Linked DNA regions of Mus musculus: regions 2, 3 and 4 are each linked to region 1. A link is a contact called in public HiChIP or PLAC-seq data. All regions are on one chromosome and are shown on one strand. The core of a region is the stretch at or near the end of the contact, and the rest is flanking DNA. Distances in the headings are between cores, read along the strand shown.

Region 1 (5,078 bases), core at 1,850-4,349:
TGATTCTAATAACACTCGTTTTCTACCCCCACCCCCAAACTAGCATCTTTTATTTTTAGTTTATTGGGCATGGTTGTTTCCTCTGCATGTATGACTGTGTGGTAGTGTTGGATCCCCTGGAACTGGAGTTATAGGCAGTTGTGAGTTGCCATGTGGGTGCTGGGAATTGAACCTGGGTCCTTTGGAAGCATGGTCAGTGAGTGTTCTTGACCACTGAGCCATCTCTCTAGCCCCTAAACCAGTGTCTTTTAGTTCTATTTAGTGAAACTGTCCTATGGCCTGTTGATATGCTCTCCTAACATGTCTCTAGACCCAACTAATTCATTCATTCATGATTGCTTTAGCACATACATATATGATGATGATGATGATGAAGGTGAAGATGAAGCTCTGTTCCTTCTGGTTGTTGACCAGCACACAGTCCCTTCTGTTGACTTAGAAGTGCATTTGGAGTTTAGTGGGGCCAAGTAATTTGGCCCCATTCAATGATATTGTCTGGAAATGTTCAAAACCAGCCATGCTATCATTCTCTAAGATGAACGTCAGTACTCAGGAACAGTAGCTACTTAGTAAGTATACAGGGCAAAGGTTACAGCTAACTCCGGACTGATGCGTCTCAGGAGCAGTAAGCAAATCTTTGTTGTTTACGCCCCTAACATTGGGGTATTCTTATCACGGCATAAAACAGCTTACATGCCAATATAAACTATTGTTCTTGTCTGCTGACTCAAAGCAACTTGGGAGGAAGATTATAGCCTGTACTATGTCTTATTTCTTGACAGGAGGGACATCACCTTGCTCAGTTATTAGCTGAGTTAGATGGATTTATCACCACATCCAGCTTATTAGTAGGTAGTCTGAAAAATACTTGCTGCACCATATTATATGGGAACTATGCTGTCCTTCTCCTTTGGTATATTTCTGGGATATATTTATTTCCAATGGGATTATTCTGTGCTGTAGAGAGAATTGGTATCGATTCTTTACACTAGTGTGATGGGATAATATATCTAAATCCTTGTCATGGTCTGAGTGAGCCATTCCACCCCACTTCATCCATTTGTATGTACGTATGCCCTTCTGTGTGTGCACAGAGGGAGGCCAGAGCTCAACTCCAGCTGTCTTTCTCTCTTAGCCTATACCTTATTCTCTGAGACAGGGTCTCTCATTGAACTTCAGCTCAAGTAATTTGGCCCCATTCAACGATATTGTCTGGTTCAGTAAGCTGGCTGGCTGGAGAGCACCCTACATCTGCTTGCTTGTCTCCCAGCTCCAGAATTGGGGTTACATAGACTTGTGACACCAAATTCTCCTTCCACCTGAACGAGATGGGTGCAGGGATGAGGGGGACTTCAGGTACTCAGGCTTAGCAGAGAGCACTTTACTGAGTCATCTCCTCAGACTCCCATGTAACTCCCCGCTTGGGCTGTCTGTGAGCCTGTAATTTGACTTAGCAACAGGATGTGAGTGGACTCACTGCCGAGGAAAACCTGGATGAACCTGTTTGGCACGGCTTCTGACATTGCTAACTCAGAAGGAAGGACAAGAGCTATGGTGCTGTCTCAGCCGATCAAAAGACCTGCAGCTAGAAGAACTGTTCAGCCGGGCTGGGGACCCAGAGAGTGGTGATAAATATGTGTTATTTCTCGACTCTTTGGGGTCGTTTGTTCTGTAGCAACAACTGACTAACATGTGATGTCAAAGGCCATGGGTGATTTATCGTACCTGTTACATGTGGGTTTTGCTCTCTGGGAAGTTGGAAATCAATTCATCACCAGCAGTGTGTGGGAAACCTTCAAAATACTCACATCATGCTCTCCTCCACTTGGCCATGAAAACCTAAATGTCTTAGGAGAGAGAGGGAAGGATGGAGGGAGGAGGGGAGGAAGAGAGAGGGGGGGGGAGGGAGAGAGAGAATATGACCATGTCACCACACATACAGATCATACATTGCTTTGTTCCAGACTGAATCCTTTATTATATAGGCTTCTTGGAGTGATAATAAACTAAACAAAGATCTCAGTGATTTTCCCTATTTTTAGTAACTTTAATTTGTAGCATAATTATGTGTAATCCATATGGTTGGTAATATATGGTGTTGCTAAGCCTTAATTTATAAGAGACCAGTCCTTTTGATAATGGTTTTTAAAACTGTGGGTGATACACATGTACTGCTAAGTATGTGGTTATAGAAATGTGAAATGTGTGCACGTATATGCTGTGGTCGGAGGAGAGCATTTAGTGTCTTCCTCACTGCCTTGACGAAGGGTCTCTTATTGAACTGAAGGTTTGCTGCTTCTCCATCACTGTACCTCCCTCTCCATTGCTGAGTTATAGGCATATTTAGCCATGTCCAGCGTTTCGTGGGTGCCGAGGATTTGAACACAGGTTCTCGTGATTGTACAGCATGCTTACCTACTGAGTTATCTCTCCAGACTTTGATAATGATCTTTAAATAAATATTTTAATATGATAAATATTTATATCCTGGAATAATCTCATCAAATAGTTCAATATTTTCAACATTAATTTTACTTTTGAATTTTTCAAAGCCTATCACATTGAGTGATTGTATATATTTCAAAGCTTGTTTTTTAACTCCAACTGCCATTTCCATAATAAAAGTTAAAATGAAACATAATGAGAATATTTATTTGAGAACTGGATAGTTTACTAAGTCCTTAGACTGTAAGGATTTCTGTTAAGTTTGAAGCATCTAACCTCACCTCCTTGGTGAGAGAGCAACGGTGTAGGTCAGTATCACCAGTCTTCCTAAGTCACTATACAAGTTGTCAAGTCCTCACAAATACACCCAAACAGTCATAAGAAATTACTAGGAGGACAGCTCAACACTTACATGCTAGGCCATTTTATCTGCATGCATAGTTAGGAAGCCCTCCCCGAGACAGCCTCAGCAACATGGTATTATTGTAACGCCTTTAAAAGCCTGAAATCAACAACAAACAAGTAAGTTCATAATGAAAGTTGGAAGGGACAGGAGAAAGTGCCAGGCCCTCTGCTGCAGGACTTTAGCAAGCTGGCCTTGGGTGGCTTACACAGAGCCAGTTAAAAGAGCATCATGCATCTCTTGTCCCCCTGATCCTCCGTGCAGTCACATAGCAACAGGCCTCCACAATGGCGGAACAAAGAGGTCCTTGCCCGATGCCCCTTCCACCCGGGAGCTGTATGGGCGGCTTAATCCCGCACACAAAGCACCCGCGGCTCTTCATTGTTGGGCGCCCGCCCCGAGGGCACATCTGCTGACCGGCTCTGGAACGTCCCAGCCCGGCCGGCCGGTTTATTTAGCAGGCGCAGCCCAGGCCGCGGCCTTCCGGGAGCCATGTACCGCCGCAGCTACGTCTTCCAGGCCCGCCAGGAGCGCTACGAGCGCGCCCAGCCCGCGGGCCCCGCCGCCCAGCCCGGGGGAACCGCGCCCGGCCTGGCAGCGCTGCAGGCGCTGGGCGAGCGCGTGGCAGTCCAGGTCCAGCGGGCCCGCGCGCTCCAGCAGCGCCACGCCGGCCTGCGGCGGCAGCTCGACGCCTTCCAGCGCCTGGGCGAGCAGCCCGGGCCCGAGGACGCGCTCGCCCGCCACGTCGAGGCCAATCTGCAGCGCGCCCGGGACCTGACAGCCGAGCACGCGCGGCTCGAGAGGCAGGAGGCCGAGGCGCAGCGCGCGCTCGACGAGTTCCGCAGCAAGTAAGAGGCACGGTTAGGGAGACTGAGGCACGTAGGCGATGTGGCGGGAGGCGTGGGGGTAACTGCAGACTGTCCGCGGAGAGAGGGGCGTCGGGATGCACGGGTCCTGCAGACGTCCAACTTTCAGTTCCATGGCACTTTCGGGATCCGGCTTCATTTACTTTTCCTATGTTTTGGGATGATAGATAGAATGGACCATACAGGTTTTAAATGCATAGTTCGAGTTTTTGGTGTTTAACTTGAGCCAACACCCAAATATGCGAGGTAGTTTGCACCACCCCAGAGCTGCAGTCTCCCAGTTCCCAGTGCACCCCGGTTCTATAATTTCAGGATATGCACTCTCACATGACTGATTTTGACTCCATACTTTTTTTTTTCAATTTAATCTTCATACAGGTACATATTGTACCATAACCGCATTCTCCCCTGGATCCTTACCTTCCCTTTTCTCATTTCTCCTCCCTCCCACTTATCTCCCTTTTCCCCAATTTCTTTTCTTGTATGTGTGTGTATGACTTTATGTGACTATATACAATCTAGGAACTACAAATTGGAGAAAACATATATTTGCTTTCTGAAACTGGCTCAGTTGGCTTTAATGTTAATCTCCAGTTGCATCCATTATCCTGGGAACAGCATAATTTTCTTTTTTATGGCTGAAAAATTCACGTATATATCAACTGTCTGTCTTGTCTGTTTTTTTTTTTTTTTTAGACGGAGTTTCTCTGGGGACTATGTTTGAATGAGTGAATATGTATATTTTAAAGCTTGTTTATCAAGTCCAACTGCTATTTCCATAATAAACGTTAAAATGAAGCATAATGTGAATTTATTGGCAAGCTGGATAGTTTATTAAGTCCATCATCAATCTTTCTGTTCCTGGTTTTGAGCCATAGGAACCCATTTGCAAGAAGGGACCTGAAACTCCATCTCTCATGGGGATATAAGCCTTGCAGAAGCCAGTGGGGAGCAGGGCTTGAACAGAGACTTGGCTGTGGCAAATCTCTGTGAGTTCAAGGCTAGCCAAGCCTACAGAGTGAGTTCCAGCACAGCCAAAGTTACATAAAAAGAAACCTTGTTTGGGGTTGGGGGGGGGGAGCCAAGGTCATGCTAAACTATAGTACCAAGGCCAAGGCTAAGCTATAGCTATGTACACTTCCCTGTGCATGCTGGCCCATCAGCTTCATCTGAAGGAGAGACTATCTCTGCCCACACTCTACAGGAATCCAGTAATGGATATTCCAAAACTGTTTCGGGCACAATGTACAGCCTCTGGAGTGCTGGGATTAAAGGCTTGCACCAGCATGGTCATACTGCCTAGCATAACCTTAGATTTTTTGATCATCCTGCCTCTACCTGCCTAGAGCTGGGATTAGAGATGT
Region 2 (5,078 bases), core at 1,317-3,816, 380 kb before region 1:
AGTGCTGAGATTAAAGGCGTGCACCACCTCTGCCCGGCCTGGAAATTTCTAGTAGCTAAGCTCATGCCATTATGACTTCAGGGCTGCTGGCCTTGTTGGTGGAGAGTGGCTGCCCCATGTGAACACTCAGTTCCAGCAGGGCTAGGCTAGACTGGTGCCTATCCTGGAAGAAGATGGGCAGGGCCTTGAGAGAGCAAGGGAGACTGCGGGAGCCTTCTGATGGGTTCTAAGCAGACTGCCTCAAACCCTTGCCACCTCCGCTAGAGCAGTGAACCACGGTGGTGCTTTTTACTGCCTTCTGTTAACAAAAGAGCTTAGAAGGTCAGTCCAGGCTCATGGAGAGGAAAAACAAACTCGCTATTTTGATGGCGAAACAGCAGGGAAAGGATAAACTGCCACAGCAAGTGATGTCATCTCTCACCCTCTGGATAAGGAGCCAGGGCTCGGCATCACAGGCACCAGCCAACCTATGACCACCTTGCTTCAAACCTTTCCTGTTTTGCTGTGTGTGCCTTTTCCAATATAGTCTGCCTGCTGACCAGGTATTGCCATTTGGTTTGACCTTTTGAGACAGTCTATGGAACTCACTTGTAGACAAGGCTGGTCTCAAAGAGATCCCTCTGCCTCTGCTTCCTGAGTGCTGGAGTGCACCAGCACAAACTGTTTGCCTTTTGTTGGAACTGTGTTGCCTTAATTGGCTCAAGTAATTCTCCTGCCTAAACTACCAAGTAAGTAGGAATTGAGGTATGTGCCACTGAGCGCAGCTTTATTTTCTTTTTAAATATTTATTTATTTATTTATTTATTTATTTATTTATTTATTTGAGACAGGGCTTCTCTGTGTAGGCCTGGCTGTCCTGGAACTCACTCTGTAGACCAGGCTGGCCTCAAACTCAGAAATCCACCTGCCTCTCCTTCAAGTGCTGGGATTAAAGGCGTGTGCCACCATTACCCAGCTAAATTTTATTATCTTATGTGTATGGGTATTTTGCCTACATGTAAGTCTGTGTACAAATATGCATGCAGGGCCCACTGAGGCCAGAAGTAGGTGTTGGATCTCTTGGAACTGGAGTTAGAGACAGTTGTGAGCGACTGTGTGGGTGCTGGGAATTGAACCTGTGTCCTCTGGAAAAGCAGCAAGTACTTTTACCCACTAAACAATCTCTCTAGCTCCCCTAGCTTAGCTTTCTTAAATTGTTCCAGTTTTTCCAAATTTATAATTTAAGGTAGAAAATATGGAAAGCCATAAGGCCACCGACTGTATGGCAATAATGACAAACATCCTTCTAGCCTCTTATCCTATACACACTGCACATGAATTTGTACTTCCCAGCCCAAACACACACACACACACACACACACACACACACACACACACACACACCTACCTTTTTCAAGTGTTATATTGTTTATTCTATGTGGCAATAAAAATAAAAGAGAGTTGAGGGGCTGGAAATCTGGAAAGATACTTGGTGGTTAAAAGTATCTGTTGCTCTTACAGAAGACCTGAGTTTGATTCTTATCACCTATATGGCAACTCACAACTTTTAACTTCAGTTACAGAGCATCCAAACCCTTCTTCTAGCCTCCATGGGCACTAGGCAAGCATGTGGTATACAAATATACAAGCAGGCAAAATACCCATACACATTAAATAAAATAATAATTAAAAAAATAAAGGACAGCGGCTGGGGCTGGTCTGGTGGCACCACCTTTAATCCCAGCACTCAAGGCAGAGGGAAATGGATCTCTTTGATTTTGGGGCCAGCCTGGTCTACATAGTGAGTTTCAGGATAGGAAGGCTATACAGAGAGACCTTATTTCAAAATACATACATACATACATACATACATACATACATACATACATACATACATTAAAATAAAAAGGAGGGCTGGAGAGTTGGCTCAGCAGTTAAGAGCACTGGCTAGTCTTCCAGAGGGGGTCAGGGTAGATTCCTAGCATCACCAAGTTTCACTGCTATAACAGAGTGGGAAGGGTTTGAGGAAGTCTAACCTCAGTCCTGGGGATTAGATGACCTCTTTTGACTTCATCAGGCCCCAGGCACATGCAGACTTACGTATAGGCAAAACACTCAGACACATAGAATAAAATAAATAACACTAAAATGAGAGGCTTAGGTGAGGAGTAGTTTGTCCCTGGACACAACTCTCTCCTTTTTGCTTTCCTGCTATGAGGTGATCAAAATTTCTCCGCTATGTTCTTCACCGTAATACTGTCGTCACCCTGCCATAGATCCAAGAGCACTGGAGTCAACCAGCCATGCATCTAAGCAGCCCAACTTGCGAGCTGAAAAAAAAAAAAACCATTTTTTGCCCACCCTGCTGTTTTACAGAGTGGGATAATGGGAATGTATTTCAGGGATTGAGTAGAGGTTGTTCAGTATGCAGGGAAGGGCAGTTGTCAGGCAGCTGGCATGGGGGATGAGTTTCTGTGGAATCCATAATATAAATATAGCATATATGAAGAAATGAGAGTTCAGGACCAGTTGTGCACAGCTGGAAGTGGTTAGGGTTTGACTTAGCTGTGGGAGTCATGAGAGCAGCCAGCAGACCCTCAGAGCTATCTGAGAACCATGAGGCAGAGTTACAGTGTGGTAAATAGGATAGAGGGGGGAGCATTGACTGGGTTCCAGAGAGCTTTCTGGTTATGAGAGTGGCCAACTTATATTGTGGGCGGAGGTGTGAGGCCTGAAGTGGGCCAAGGCTGGAATAGCTGACTCAGCTGTTGTCCTGCTTGAGGGGACAACCCACTGATTCCCCCACAGGGTACCCTCTCCTTTATTCCCAGTTCCTGCCCTTCTGGTGGTACCCATGTCACCCACTGCACACAGGTGAGGTCAGAGCATTTAGCCTGGCCCAAAGCATTCTTCCCTAGAAAGATGTGTCACCCATCAGGCCCTCAAGAGGCTGCCTGTGCTGGGCCTGTGGACACAGGATGTGCTTCTGCTGTGTCACAGTTGCAGAGAGGGGTGGGTTGATGAGATGCTGCAGAGGCCAGAGTGGCGAAGGGCAGGGCTGACATCCTGAAGAGATTCTTGGGGACCTTCCTCAGTCTTCTGTGTCCTCTGGTGACCACTGTGTGCTGGCCACTGGGCTGGGCTGGGCTGGGCTGGGACAGACTCGGTGTATAGTAACACTTAGGTGAGCAGACCCCATTCCCAGTTCTGGAAAGAGACTTTGCAGAAGTGAATGGGGCACCCAAGCAGAGAGGGCTTGCACCCCAAGATAGAAGCAGTTCTGTTTCCCTTTGTCCTGGGTGTGTGAGGCCACAGAGCAGCTGGGACACTAGCCCTGAGCCAGCCCACTGCCCCTCACAGCTTGGGGAACTACAGAATATTCTGGCCCCCTCTTTCTCTATACCCTGGCCCCCTTTCCTAACCCCACTGTTAATGGGCCTAGAAACCTCCTAATCAAGAAGGCATTTGGGAAACTGCTTCTTCTGGGGTGCATCTGAAGCACGTTGAGTCGGGTAGGGACACTCAGGAATATATCTTCTGACTCAGCAGCCTGGGGCTTCTGATGAGAACCCTGAGGCCTCCTGACTGAGGCAGGGTCTGTGGGTGGAGGGACACACTGCTGTAGCAGAACAGGTTTATCCCGGGGACTTCTCACCACAGCAATCCCTAGAGATTCTGGGTACCTTTGCCTGGCAGTAGCAGCTCAGTATCTAGAGGCCTGACTCTAAATCCTCAGGGGACTAAAGTGGCATCCAAAGGCACTGCAGGTGTCAGAAAGAGAGAGGTCCCTGGGGTGCTACTCAGACGTCAAGTTTCTTCTGGGTTCTCCTGGGACACCCTTTAGACACCCTTTAAAAGGATTCAGTCCTTTCCAGTAGGCTATTTCTCCTTTTGTTAATATTTATTTCTCTTCTGGCCTCAAACAGCTTGATGACTGTGTAAAGGGCAGGGGCAAACATGGTTGCCCTTCTTGTCTTGGAACTGTTTCCTGATGGGTATTTGGGGAGTTATCTGCACTCTGCAGGGGGACTTCAAAGCAGGCCTGTCTTTCCAGACTGTCTGTCTGTCTGTCTATCTATCTTCTATCTATCTATCTATCTATCTATCTATCTATCTATCTATCTATCTATCTATCTATCTATCTACCTATCTTGTATGTATGTATGTATGTATGTATGTATGTATCTATCTATCTATCTATCTATCTATCTATCTATCTATCTATCTATCTATCTATCTATCTTGATGTAGGGTCTTACTGTGTAGCCTTGGCTGGACTCAGGCTAGACTCAAACTCATATCTACCTGCCTCTGCTTCCCGAGTATTGGGATTAAAGTTGAGTGCCTCCATGCCTGACTTGGATTGTTTTTTAAATAATTTTAAGAATATTAATTTTATTTTATGTGTGTGCCTGAGTGTAATATATGTGCATACAGTCTATATTATGTGCATGCAGGAGTTCTGGAGGTCATGAAAAGCATCTTAACTGTTGATCCAGCTATCCAGCTCCACACCCCAATACCCAACCCTTGACTTCTGGGTTTTTTTTTTCCCCCAAAGCTAAAGGAATTGTGAGTGGAAAAAGCCTGAGTCGCCCAACTCCGGCCATGTGGCCTAGAATAGAGGTTCTCAGAATATGCCTAACAGCCCCAGGGACACTGCTGGCTGCAGGACAGGCTCTGGATCCAAATCTGAACAAGCTGCAGAGAGGCTGTGGTGTGGATGTGCAGTTCCAACAGATGCGCGTATCACCGCCTGTGAACCAGAGCCTGCTGTTGTTTGACTCTGGGATGCTGGCTGATGCCGTGATGCAGCCTGACCCAGGACAGTGGAGTCACCCTTGCTGTTGATTAAGTGAATGACAGGCCCCAGGCCAGTCCTCAGCATGTTTGCTGCTCCATCTATTCAGCTGGGATTTTATGAGTTTTCCTCTTCCAAAGCTCAGGGAGAGATCTGAAAGAGAAAACGCTTCAGTTCTGACCTCTTCTCTCCCACATTCAAAATATTTTGAGCTCTGTTGCCCTGGTGTCAAGCACCGTTCAACACAAACAGTGAGACACTGCTGGAAAACTGGGACATGGCTGTTGGCTCTTCTCCC
Region 3 (5,078 bases), core at 1,457-3,956, 320 kb after region 1:
AAATATCCTTACACTTATAAAAATGGTCATGCAATGTTATCTGTGAAAGCACCCCAGTGAGCTCTCCATCCATAAAAATCTAAACATAATAAAACAAAAAATGTCTAACAGTGTTTAAAATGTTAATTATTAATGGAACTTTACTCTTTTCTTATTTTGCTCAACATTCTCACACACAGTTGGCTGAAACTGTGATATGGGATTCATTATTTTGATAAGTCATTTTTATTTCCATTTCAGAAGAGTCAAAAATAATGTCCTGAGAAGTGGGAGGTGCTATCTGAAGTCAGTCCTGTCACCACTGAATTCTTTGTATATAGCATCTCAGTGGACATGGTTTGGGGTGAGGACCAGGTTAAAATAAAACAGAAAAAATAAACTAGACAGGTATTTTACTTTCTTTCCTGGAGAAAACATAAATATTTGCTTTTACTGATATTCTAGTGATGAAGTAATTAAATCATGAACAAAACCTTTCCCAGCATTTCATGCCCAGCACAACATGTGGCATCAGGGCTAGGAAAAAGCAGAATTGTTTAGTTCCGATCTTCTGAAGATGAATACAGATGTGCACGGTAGTCAGTGACACATTTTCATATCTCAACAGCAAACAAATGGTAATTATAGCACAGGTAAAAAAAGAAAGGAAAGGTAAGAAGCCCCTCTTTCACATTTTCAAAATGGTATCTCCAAGGCAAAGTTCTTGGCAGTCAGGGATGGCTTCCTGGAGACAGCTAGTAGTCAAGTGAATTTGGATTTATGTTTGAATTATTTCCTTTGCCAATATAAGGCAGTTACTTAATATCTTAGAGCTTTGAATTTCATGTGAAGATTGATGCAGACAATTCTACTTATTTTGTGGGATTAGGATGAGATACTCTGTCACAGAAGGCTCCCCTCATCTGCATCCCTGCCCCTTCCTATGTGTGTATAACTAGCTGCTGAGAACCTTTCATACCTGACATTGAGCAGGAGGAGATGAAGAGATCTGCTAAGGCTTAGAGGAACCACAGAGAAGGATGTCTTAGGGTTTAAAGTACAAAATTCAGGATAAGAAGTTGGGACAAGTATAGAGCAGTGCAAAGAGACCAAGAGAGGACAGTGCCTGGGAAACAGTCATACGAATACATTAAGGGCCGTCAAGCACAGCAGTTGACTGGATAAGGCAAAGAAGCCAGGAATACAGAGGACATTGGCTCTGAATACTTAGGTTCCCATGAGTGACTGAGGGTAGGACAGAGGGCAGTGGCTGTTCCTGCCTTGTGGGCAGCTGGGAGAAGGGAAGCTCTTTATGGCTGTAGCATCAGGCAAGATTTAGGTCCAGGTCTTGAAGGATCAACAGCATGTGATCCTTCAAAGAAGGAAAAAAAAAGGCTCATTGGAGGGCTCAATGCTCTCTGGGCATTGCACCACAAAGCTTCTTCAGGCACAAGTACCTTGTCATACATGGGTTAGCCTTTGAATACGTATCAGGGCAAAAGACTAGGATTTGGTTAGGAGGTACTATCTGAGAGGACAAGGAGAGGAAAAAGGAGACACCAAATCGAAAGCCTGTTCTTCATAGCTGAGGATTGCAGCTTGATATTGCAATACAAAATCAGTCAGTGACCTCCTCTCCAAGAAAGAATGGAATGAGGAGAAATAGTTAACCCCAAAGTATATGTGTCTTTCTGTTCAAAGTCGAACCAAATTGCTGATAAACCATAAGATTACCTTTATATTTCCTGGCTTCAATCTCACCATCACAACCGTTAAGCACTCACTGAGTTATTCATTCCCATTAGGAAAAAAAAATATATTGAAAAATTGACAGGGTTAGCCATTATCAGGCTCAGTTACACCTACCTTTCATTAGGTTTTTAGCATCAGATCTCAAGAATGTGTTTTCCAGGGGGAAAGAAAAAGGAGATGGAAAACCATTGCAGCAGATGGGTTTCCTTCCTTGTCAGAAAGGGCTGACACAGAAGGTACCCACAGGTAGGGTTACACAGGTATAGAAGAATTAAAGATCTTGCTGCCTCTTCCCTTCGTAGGGTAGCCCAGCCATAAAGCCCTGTCAACACCTAGCAAGGGTTTTCTAATAACAGAAGCATTCTTGCAGCTGTTGATATTAAATACGAATGCATCTAAGCAGGCTGGAAAGAGAACTCATGGGTTAAGGGTGCATACAGGTGCTCACACGGAGCAGTTCACAACCTTCGGTAATCCCAGTTCCAACCTACACCCCCCCCACCACCCCCCCACACGATGAGATAAATCTTTTTTTTTTCAAAAGGGAAAGTATGCAAGATCTCACAGTCAGATATCAGCTAACTATAATCACTCATTGCCAATGCCGCTAGGACGCTGGATTTTGCCAATGGGGGGAGGAGGGCGGAGCGGGGTTAGGTGGGGTATCAGCTTGTTTCAGGGTTGAATGTCGTTTGAAAGAAGTCTCCGTGGGCCAGGAGGCCAGGAGACTGTTCTATCAACAGGAACCTGGTTTCCCCTGCTCCACCCACACTTCTCTTCTCGGGAGCAACTAGTTCTAGGTGTGTGAGACCCGCCCGCGCGCCACCCGCAGACCTGCGCTTCTTCCAGGACCTCTGTGAAACTCGCTGCCAAACACAGCTGAGGTAGAATACGCGCCCGCCGCGCCGCTGGTGAGTGTAGGCGGGAGAGCCCTGCGCTCCTGAAGGAGTCATCCTAGTAGCTGGGAACTCGGCAAGAGACATAGGAAGTTCTGACAGAGGAGACCAGCCTGTGTTGCCCTTCTAGGGAGGGAACCCAATGCTCTCTCAAGCCTCTTTTCTTGTGGGATCAGGAGGGAGGGGACAGCCCACGGGTACCAAGCTGCATCCTTTGACCTTCCATTCCCCTCAGACTGGCTTCTCCTTGCATCCTCACTCTCCCCTAGCGGTGCCAGGTCCCCTAAGGACACTCCAGATCTGGGATACAGATATTTCGCAGGAAGAGCAGGTCAGGCATGCTCCCCGCCAAATGAATTATTCTCCTCTGTTCCCCGCAGGACGAGTACCCTAACTTATCCAGAGGTTGCCAGAGGCACCCAAAGCTCGAAATCTTATCCAAACAGTTCAACTTGGACAACTTCTTGGAATGGGGATCCCCGTGCTCTCTGGGGAAAACCGCGCTGGCTGCCCACACATCAGGAGAGGACACCTCGACTTTTCCGGGGGGAATCCCCCTCAGAATCCATCTCTCTTGGCAGCGAGGTGTCCTAAAGAAGCAAATTAAGAACTCTCCAAACAGGAGTGCGCTTCTGGAGTGGGAGGTCGTGGGCAGGAGCCAAAGCGCACAAGTTCAGCACTCGTTTTGGACAGAGAACTCCGTCCTTGTTTCCAAGTCAGAAAGCTCTTGTCCACTGGGGAAAAAAGCAGGGACTGAAAGTCGCTGGGAGGGAAGTCCTTAGGCGTGGGTCGGAAAACTGAGGTGAACTGCAACGCTCGATCTTTGAGCCATGTCGGTGGGAAACTATTCTTTCTCCGGGGCGTGGGGGGCTGGGAGACTTCCCTGGCAAAGCAGTCGACGTAAGCCCAGCTGCTCTGGACTCTATCCCTCTGTCCCTAGGCAGCCTGGAGAACTTGGTACCTCGGACAGCAGCCGGGGCGCACAGCATCCTTTGTAAGGTGCGGTCTTATTTTGCCCCCACCAAGTCAAACACCAACAAATTATTTCTCTGACCTTTCTAATACAGATGAAGGACATTTTAATTACATAACCCATGAAAGATCACCGGAGGCAATGTCGTGTTTGAGAACCGATGGCAGAATAGCTGCATAGCATAAAAAGACAGAAAACTTGCAAATCTGCAACGAGATTGCGCAAGGCTGTCCCTCCTCTGGAAACAACATGTGAAATGTATGGAAAAAAAATCTTACCTTTCGGACTCCAAAGCCGTGTTCTGCTGCAACTTGGCGAGCCTCTTCCTCTCCGTCTTTATGCAACTCCACAAGAAAATGATTCGTGAAGACGGGTCTCTCGGCAGACGCAAAAACCATCACACAGAAGAGGAACCCGGCCGCCTTCCACTGGGATCCACAACCGCCCTCCATCCTTCTTTGGGAGTGAAAAGTGGGGCTGTGAGGCGCGCAGGGTGGTGGAGCAGGGGACGAAGAGGGAAGATGCAAATAAAAAATAGGTATGTAGTTTTTGTTTCTGTTTTTCTTTTTTTTTTTTTTTAAAAAAAAAAATCTTTGTATAGCAAAAGAGGCAGAAAAGAAGCTTGGCAAACAGCAAATCTGTACGCTGTCCACCAGCAGCTGGCTGCCAGGGAAGCCGGGGAGTCGCGCAGCCCGGCTGGCTGGCAGGGGTGCGAATGTGCGGAGCTGTGTGTACCCGAGAGAAAGAGCTAGTGTGTGTCTGTGCTTGATGCTAAATCTGCATTTTCAGCTCCTCCTCGGCTCCAATTCTAGAGGGCTGGAGGCGAGCGCCAGCCCGGGTGACGCGCGCCCGCCAGCGGCCAATGGAGGCCAGAGGATCGGCGGGCCCCGCCCCGGGCCGCCCCGAGCCCGCCCCCGCCCGCCCCCGCCCTCCCCTGCCCAGCTGGCTGCCCGGGTCCCCGGGGGCGCCGCGAGCCCGCGCCCCCGCCAGCTCGGAGCGGCTTTGCTCCGCCCGACCGCTGCGCGCCCAGGAAAATCCCCCCCGCTGCCACCCACTGCCGGCGCCCGGTGATGTCATTGTTTGTGGAAATCTGCACAGCTCCGGGCAGGGAATTACGGTGCGTGCCGCTTCAGAGGCCCCGAGGGGAGCGGGGGGGCCCCCGGCCGGCCGGCCGCTCCCTGTTGCTCTTCTTTGCTAGTCTGAGCTACAAAACAACTCTCCTCTCTTTTCTCTCTTCCCTTCCCCTGTCTTCCCTCCTCTCACTTCTTTCTCCTCTCTTTCCCTCTCCACACCTCTCCCATTCTCCCAATAACAAAGCAAATTTGATCCTTCCCGCCCCCTCCACTTTGGGCAAATCCCAGGCTGGGAAGAGCATCCTTCTAGAGGTGACTCATGGGGGCAGGAAGGAGCTTTTTCTCTGTTCTTTTCCCGGTGCTCCAAGGAGGCCAGAAACTAAACATCTGGCAGTCCAGCGGGAG
Region 4 (5,078 bases), core at 263-2,762, 300 kb before region 1:
TCATGGGAAAAGGAAGAAAACAGCCCAGAACCTTCCCTTCCAACATTGGCCTTGGAGCATCCAGGGATTGAGATCACCGGATGGGGATGGGAACCTCTCCTGGATACACAGGGAGCCTAGAGGGATTTCTTTGATGGGTGGAGGCAGGCCTAGGGGAGGAGAGTCACCCTTAAGCCACGAGGGCCTGGTCTGCCACTTGTGCAGCTGAGGCAGAAGAATAAATGTGCAACTGGAAATGCGTTCCTTCCTACAAGACACTTAGAAGTAGCTTTTGGAATTCCCTTGCTCTTTCTTCCCTCCCTCTAGGTCCTAGGCTTGCTTTACCTGCAATGGTCTTTTCATTTCTTGTCTACCCAGAAAACACATCCTTCAGGACTCAGCTTGAGTTACCTCGGGGCTTCTTTGGTGCCACGCCCACCCAGGCATAATTAAATGCATCCCTCCTGTGTTTTCAAGAGTAGGAAGCTTCAGCTACTTGCAGCACTTGCGGTTCTGCATATACTTAATAACTCATACATTCTTTTATCATGGCACCTCGGGATTGTTGGTAGGTGTTTGGACCTCTCATCTCGTGGCGGATACTCGGTGTAACCTTCCCGCTGGGACCCTCATTGCTTCTCTATGAAGCGTCTGCGTTTTACAGATGAGGACATACACGGGTGCTCAGATCCACTGCACTCTGGTTCTAAAGTCCACGCTGTTTCTCCTGTGAACTCTCGGAGGAAAGAAAGGAGATCTGGGTTCTACCCTCTCAGTGTCCCCAGATACTGAGAGGGTCCTGACAAGCGATCACCTAAATGCTGCACGAAATAAAAGAGCATTCCATAGCACTGATATGCAGAGGTTCGTTAAACCATTTCCCACGAGTTGCTTTATTCCCGGATATTCTCTCTTTCTTGGACTGGATTATTTCCTTTGGGTCAGTTCCTGGGAGTGGAACGTCTGGATCTGAGATGTGGCGCTTCCTCGATTCGCCACGTCATCTTCCGCCTTTGCAGAGCCCCGCCGAGCGAAGAGTGAAACGTTCCGGGCAGCCCTGAGAGCCTGGTTCTCACCTCGACCTTGACGCAGTTGTCCCGCAGGTGCCATTGTGCACCCAGGGCCCCCGCTGCATCCTGAGCCGCTGGGTTAGATCGCGACCGGGCCTGCGGGGTCCACTCCCCCACCCCATTCCACCACCCCCAGCTGCCTCGCTGGCAGCTGGATTCGGCCTGGGGGCGGGGACCAGACCTGGCATCTTCGCCAGGCGTCCGCAAAGCTCTGCTTCCTTATTTGGAGGGACGGGAAGTGGGGAGACAGAACGGAGGACAGGGCCTGGGAAGGAAAATACAGGGCAGAAGGAAGCGAAGAGATCACAGCATCTTAGGGGTGTGTACAGGTGTGTGTGTGTGTGTGTGTGTGTGTGTGTGTGTGTGTGTGTGTGTGTGTGAGTGTGTGTGTGTGAAGTCCCTTCTGCGCGCTCCTCCAGGACTGGAACGTGGCAGCTCTCCACCCTCCTGTAGTCATCCCTAAATCCTTAGCTCACCGCGGGGAGGGGCCCGGGCTGGAATCCCTCTAGCTGAGCAGGGCCGCTCCTGTGGCCAGATTGCGGTGATGGGGAGGCTCAAGGATACTGGCTCCACTTAACCTCCATGCCTGGACCTCCTCTAGCAGTCTGGTCTTTGTATTCCACTTTCAGCTTCTCTGGGGAGTTCCTCTCTGTTGTAAATTCCCAAAGGACAAATATACCCACAAAGGCAGGGGACATCTGTATAAACGACCAGCAAGATCCCCAGGGAAGCAAAGCTGACCAGTCTAAAAGGTGTTTAAACTAGCTGATAATTTTTAACGTACAATTAAGGGTGCCCAATTAAATTTGACTTTAAGATGGGCAATAAATTACGTTTTATCATAAATTTATTGTATGAAATATTTGATGAAAGAGTGTCTGAAATAATGCATGGCAGACAATAAAAATTATTCGTCGTTTAAAATACAAATCGAACCAGGCACTGGGCATTTTTATTTGCTAAATCTGTCAGTGCTAATTCCTTCGTTCCTTGCATTTAAACTCTTGGAATTTGGTATTCTTCCCTCTCCAGGTCTCCTCCCCTAACCAGCTTCCTTCCTTTTTGCTTTTTGGTGAAGACGTGGTTTCTCTGATACTGTCTTTTAATTTCCCTCCTTCTCTGGTTTTATTTACTTTAGCTAACTCACCCTGGGTCTCAATTTAAAAGTCTTTGATGCTACCGTTAGGGCTGGGGTTGAGGCAGCATAAGCTTTAGGGGGTGGGGGGGATTTCTTAAGGACACTGGAAGGAAATTAAACCTCCGAAAATATGCTTGATGCCTCTACGCACCGCCTCTCCTTTCTTTCTAAGGAAAATGTGGGTTGAGCTCAGTTTGTGTCACGGGAGCACAAACAGCTGAATTAAAGCCAAAAGAATTCATTCCTCAAGCCTCCACCAGCTGCAGCCCCGGCCGGCCGGCAGACAAATGTGTTTGTCTCTAGCTCCATGGGTGTTTTTCTCAGGGTTTCCATCCACAGCTGAACTTGTGCAGGGGGACCTTGAACCTGTAGGCTCAGAGGGACTTGAGGGATCTGAGAGATCAGGAAGAGCAGGGTTTCCCACACAGCGAGGCATGTGGCCGTCGTTTAGCAGTCCCCAGCACAGGTTGGCCCAGTCTCACAATGTAAGCTCACAGGAATTGTGACTAAAAACAAACAAAAAGCACCCCCCACACACACCCCCACAAAGCTTTCCCAAATGACTCTAGCCTGAGACCCTGGATACCAGATAGACCAGGGCTTCTGGCTTAGGGGTGGCAGCTGAGCATCCAACTCCCTTCTGGTTGCTAGGGGCAGCTCTAGTGTGCTACCCGTCTGTCTGTTTCTTCTTTGCAGCATCTTCTCTCCTCCACCCTACCCCAGCAGGACCAGCTCCATAAATCACTCTTCAATGGCCCCTCTCTCTCTCCTGTCTTCTTCTCTACTTCTTCTTGGGACACCTCCCTCATCACATACTGCCCTTGAGACCTGCTCCCTCAGCCTGTCGTGGAGACACCTTAGTGTGATGGGTCTGTTATTCTTACTCATAGGCTGCTGTCTGGTTTACCACATGAATTCTTGATGTAAAAGCTGCCAGGGACGGCAGAAGACCCCAGTGTTTGGATTTCTGAGGCTTGGACATTACAAGTGATTGTGGCACAGGGCCTTGTATTAGTGTTTCCAAGCCTAGCTTCTTCAGCTCTGCACTGGGGTTACCTGTCTCAAAAAAAAGAAAAAGAAAATGAAAGAAAGAAAGGAAGGAAGAAAGAAACAAAAAGGAAGAGATGATATTTAGATCCCCCCCCCGCCCCCCCGAGAGATTTGGCCCAACTCAGCTGACTTAGGCCATGGCTTTCCATCTCCCTATGCAGCCCACAGCTTGGCCCCTCTAATCAGTTGGAAGGAAGGCTCTTGAGGGAGATGAAACTGCATGGTGGGTATATTATGTCATGACATTGGTGACCAATAGTCTGGGGAAGCAGCAAGGGACATTCATGCTGATGACAAGACATTTTCCAGGAGAAGCGTTTGACTCCAGGGACACACCGTACTGTATGGTGCAGATCTGAGTCCAGGCTGGGGTGTAAAACTACTGAGATTTCCAGGGTCTTGTGACCCAGGACAACGCAAAACCAAAACAAAAGCAACAACAAGAACCAAACCAGAACACGGAGGTAATAAAAATAGACACCATTTATTAAGAAAGAGAAAAGGACTCCCAAGAATGAGCTACCAACTGGCATACACTCCAGAACACCAGGCCAGGATCTCAGGTCCCTTTACAAGTCATTTGCATAGCACCTGCTTCCGCCATGTTTGTCTGTTTTGGAGCTTCTGCTGTTGTGGTTGTTGCATGTAGCCCAGGTGGGGAAGAGTTTCTAGTTCTTTCTGGCAACAGGCTTCCTTGCTTATATTAGTCATCCCCTGCCCTCTCCACTTGCTCTCCTGCTCTCAGCTCTCACCAGCCACCGAGAACCAGCCCCTGTCCCCACTGCACTCCCCTCGGACTTCCAAAGGCCACAGTTACAGTTTGAGAATCTTGGCAAATGTCAGGATGCTTTTGGAAACAAGCATCAGAAGCCTGACTCGGACCGTGGTACCCATTTCCTTCAGATCTCTTGTCTGTCCATCTCTGTAGATCCAGTTTATTTTCATCTGGGTCCCCTTGGGGTTTCAAGCCTTGTACCCACCAGCCTGCATCTGTGTTCCTAGTACCAGGATAACGGATCCTTTCTGGATCCAAACTTCCCTTATGAAACGACTTCAGTTTAGCTGTGTCAGCCATCGGGACAAGTTGTCTAGAATTTACTGAGTCTGGGATGGGTCAGGGCCAGACACACAGTGGCTGCCAAATAGTTGAGGAAGAGTGAGAAGATATTTGTGAACAGTTCCAATTCTATGGAGGGTTGCCATGCAGAGATAGGGGTCAGGTAGGAGAGCAGAGAGCCCAAAGGAAGGAGCCAGGCATCCTAAGTTGATTCTCAGACAATACCCTCTAACAGATGAGATCTTTTACAGCCCATGTCCTCTGAGGTATATAATTGTGTCTTTTTTTTTTTTTTCCTTCTTCTTCTTCTTCTTTTTCTGCTGTAGTAGGAGTTGACCCCATCCTTGGCTGGGTTTCGGAATGGATCCTGGAATGAGGCCTTGTGTGCCTGTGATTTATTAAGGGAGTGTTCTCAGGGGGAAATGAAGGAAACAGTTCAGAGCAGGGAAGAGACCAAGCTAAGAGGGGGCTGAGGCTAAATTCCCAGAGGATGAATTCAGCAAGTCTCAGGAGATAGGAGAGACACCTTTACAAGGGGGATACCAGGTCAACTCCTTGCCTAAGCTGTTGACAAAGGATGTCAGGCCAGGGAGGAGAAGGTAAATTCTAAGTACAGTGTATTAGGAACCTTCCTCTTTATTGTGACCAAATATCTTCCCAGAAGCAACACTAGGGAGGAGGGGCGCATTTCAGTTTACAATTGGGTGTTTTTAGTTAGTTTAGTTTTTTAAATATTTATTTTTATTCTGGTGTGTGTGGGTGTGTGGGTGTGTATTCAGGTGTA

The links. HiChIP or PLAC-seq counts read pairs in DNA pulled down with a chosen protein or histone mark.
Region 2: an H3K4me3 HiChIP or PLAC-seq map of craniofacial prominence shows a contact between it and region 1, with 4 times the contacts expected there. The contact joins the enhancer-like site here to the promoter of Bfsp1 in region 1. A contact is called at or near these places in 7 of 39 promoter capture datasets (the C10 cell line, cranial neural crest, liver and 4 more), 1 of 15 datasets of contacts at CTCF or cohesin (the NIH/3T3 cell line), 5 of 484 Hi-C or Micro-C datasets (the HPC-7 cell line, beige adipocytes, bone marrow-derived macrophages and 2 more), 12 of 115 datasets of contacts at active chromatin or transcription factors (bone marrow-derived macrophages, craniofacial prominence, embryonic basal ganglia and 7 more) and 5 of 9 other capture datasets (adipose tissue, embryonic stem cells, liver and 2 more).
Region 3: a contact with region 1 is called in an H3K27ac HiChIP or PLAC-seq map of embryonic stem cells, with 2.9 times the contacts expected there. The contact joins the promoter of Pcsk2os1 here to the promoter of Bfsp1 in region 1. A contact is called at or near these places in 2 of 39 promoter capture datasets (cranial neural crest and neural stem cells) and 1 of 115 datasets of contacts at active chromatin or transcription factors (embryonic stem cells).
Region 4: a contact with region 1 is called in an H3K4me3 HiChIP or PLAC-seq map of bone marrow-derived macrophages, with 4 times the contacts expected there. The contact joins the enhancer-like site here to the promoter of Bfsp1 in region 1. A contact is called at or near these places in 2 of 39 promoter capture datasets (cranial neural crest and frontonasal cranial neural crest), 7 of 484 Hi-C or Micro-C datasets (the G1E-ER4 cell line, embryonic fibroblasts, liver and 1 more), 13 of 115 datasets of contacts at active chromatin or transcription factors (VIP interneurons, astrocytes, bone marrow-derived macrophages and 7 more) and 3 of 9 other capture datasets (embryonic stem cells, liver and pancreatic islet).

Annotation. Positions count from the first base shown.
Region 1 is chr2:143,861,194-143,866,271 of GRCm38.p6, reverse strand. Bfsp1 (beaded filament structural protein 1, in lens-CP94) reads left to right here and starts at 3,099. Exons shown (of 8, transcript NM_009751.2): 1 at 3,099-3,696. The coding sequence starts at 3,341. It overlaps Gm33648 (a long non-coding RNA gene), which reads right to left and starts at 2,946. Exons shown (of 3, transcript XR_375039.4): 1 at 2,858-2,946; 2 at 1,726-1,847.
Region 2 is chr2:144,238,194-144,243,271 of GRCm38.p6, reverse strand. No RefSeq gene overlaps it. Among named protein-coding and RNA genes, the nearest start is that of Gm26165, 21 kb to the left of the region's middle. Within about 2 kb of position 2,566, at least 46 of the 459 cell types and tissues checked have an H3K27ac peak or open chromatin away from gene starts, as enhancers often do. A contact at or near this core is called in craniofacial prominence and pre-B cells, where this site is marked.
Region 3 is chr2:143,545,465-143,550,542 of GRCm38.p6, reverse strand. It overlaps Pcsk2os1 (proprotein convertase subtilisin/kexin type 2, opposite strand 1), which reads left to right and starts at 2,706. Exons shown (of 3, transcript NR_040354.1): 1 at 2,706-4,138. Pcsk2 (proprotein convertase subtilisin/kexin type 2) reads right to left here and starts at 4,410. Exons shown (of 12, transcript NM_008792.4): 1 at 3,879-4,410. The coding sequence starts at 4,052.
Region 4 is chr2:144,161,640-144,166,717 of GRCm38.p6, reverse strand. The region is part of intron 2 of Banf2os (a long non-coding RNA gene); the gene reads left to right. Among named protein-coding and RNA genes, the nearest start is that of Gm5535, 25 kb to the left of the region's middle. Within about 2 kb of position 1,512, at least 378 of the 459 cell types and tissues checked have an H3K27ac peak or open chromatin away from gene starts, as enhancers often do. A contact at or near this core is called in VIP interneurons, astrocytes, bone marrow-derived macrophages and 9 more, where this site is marked.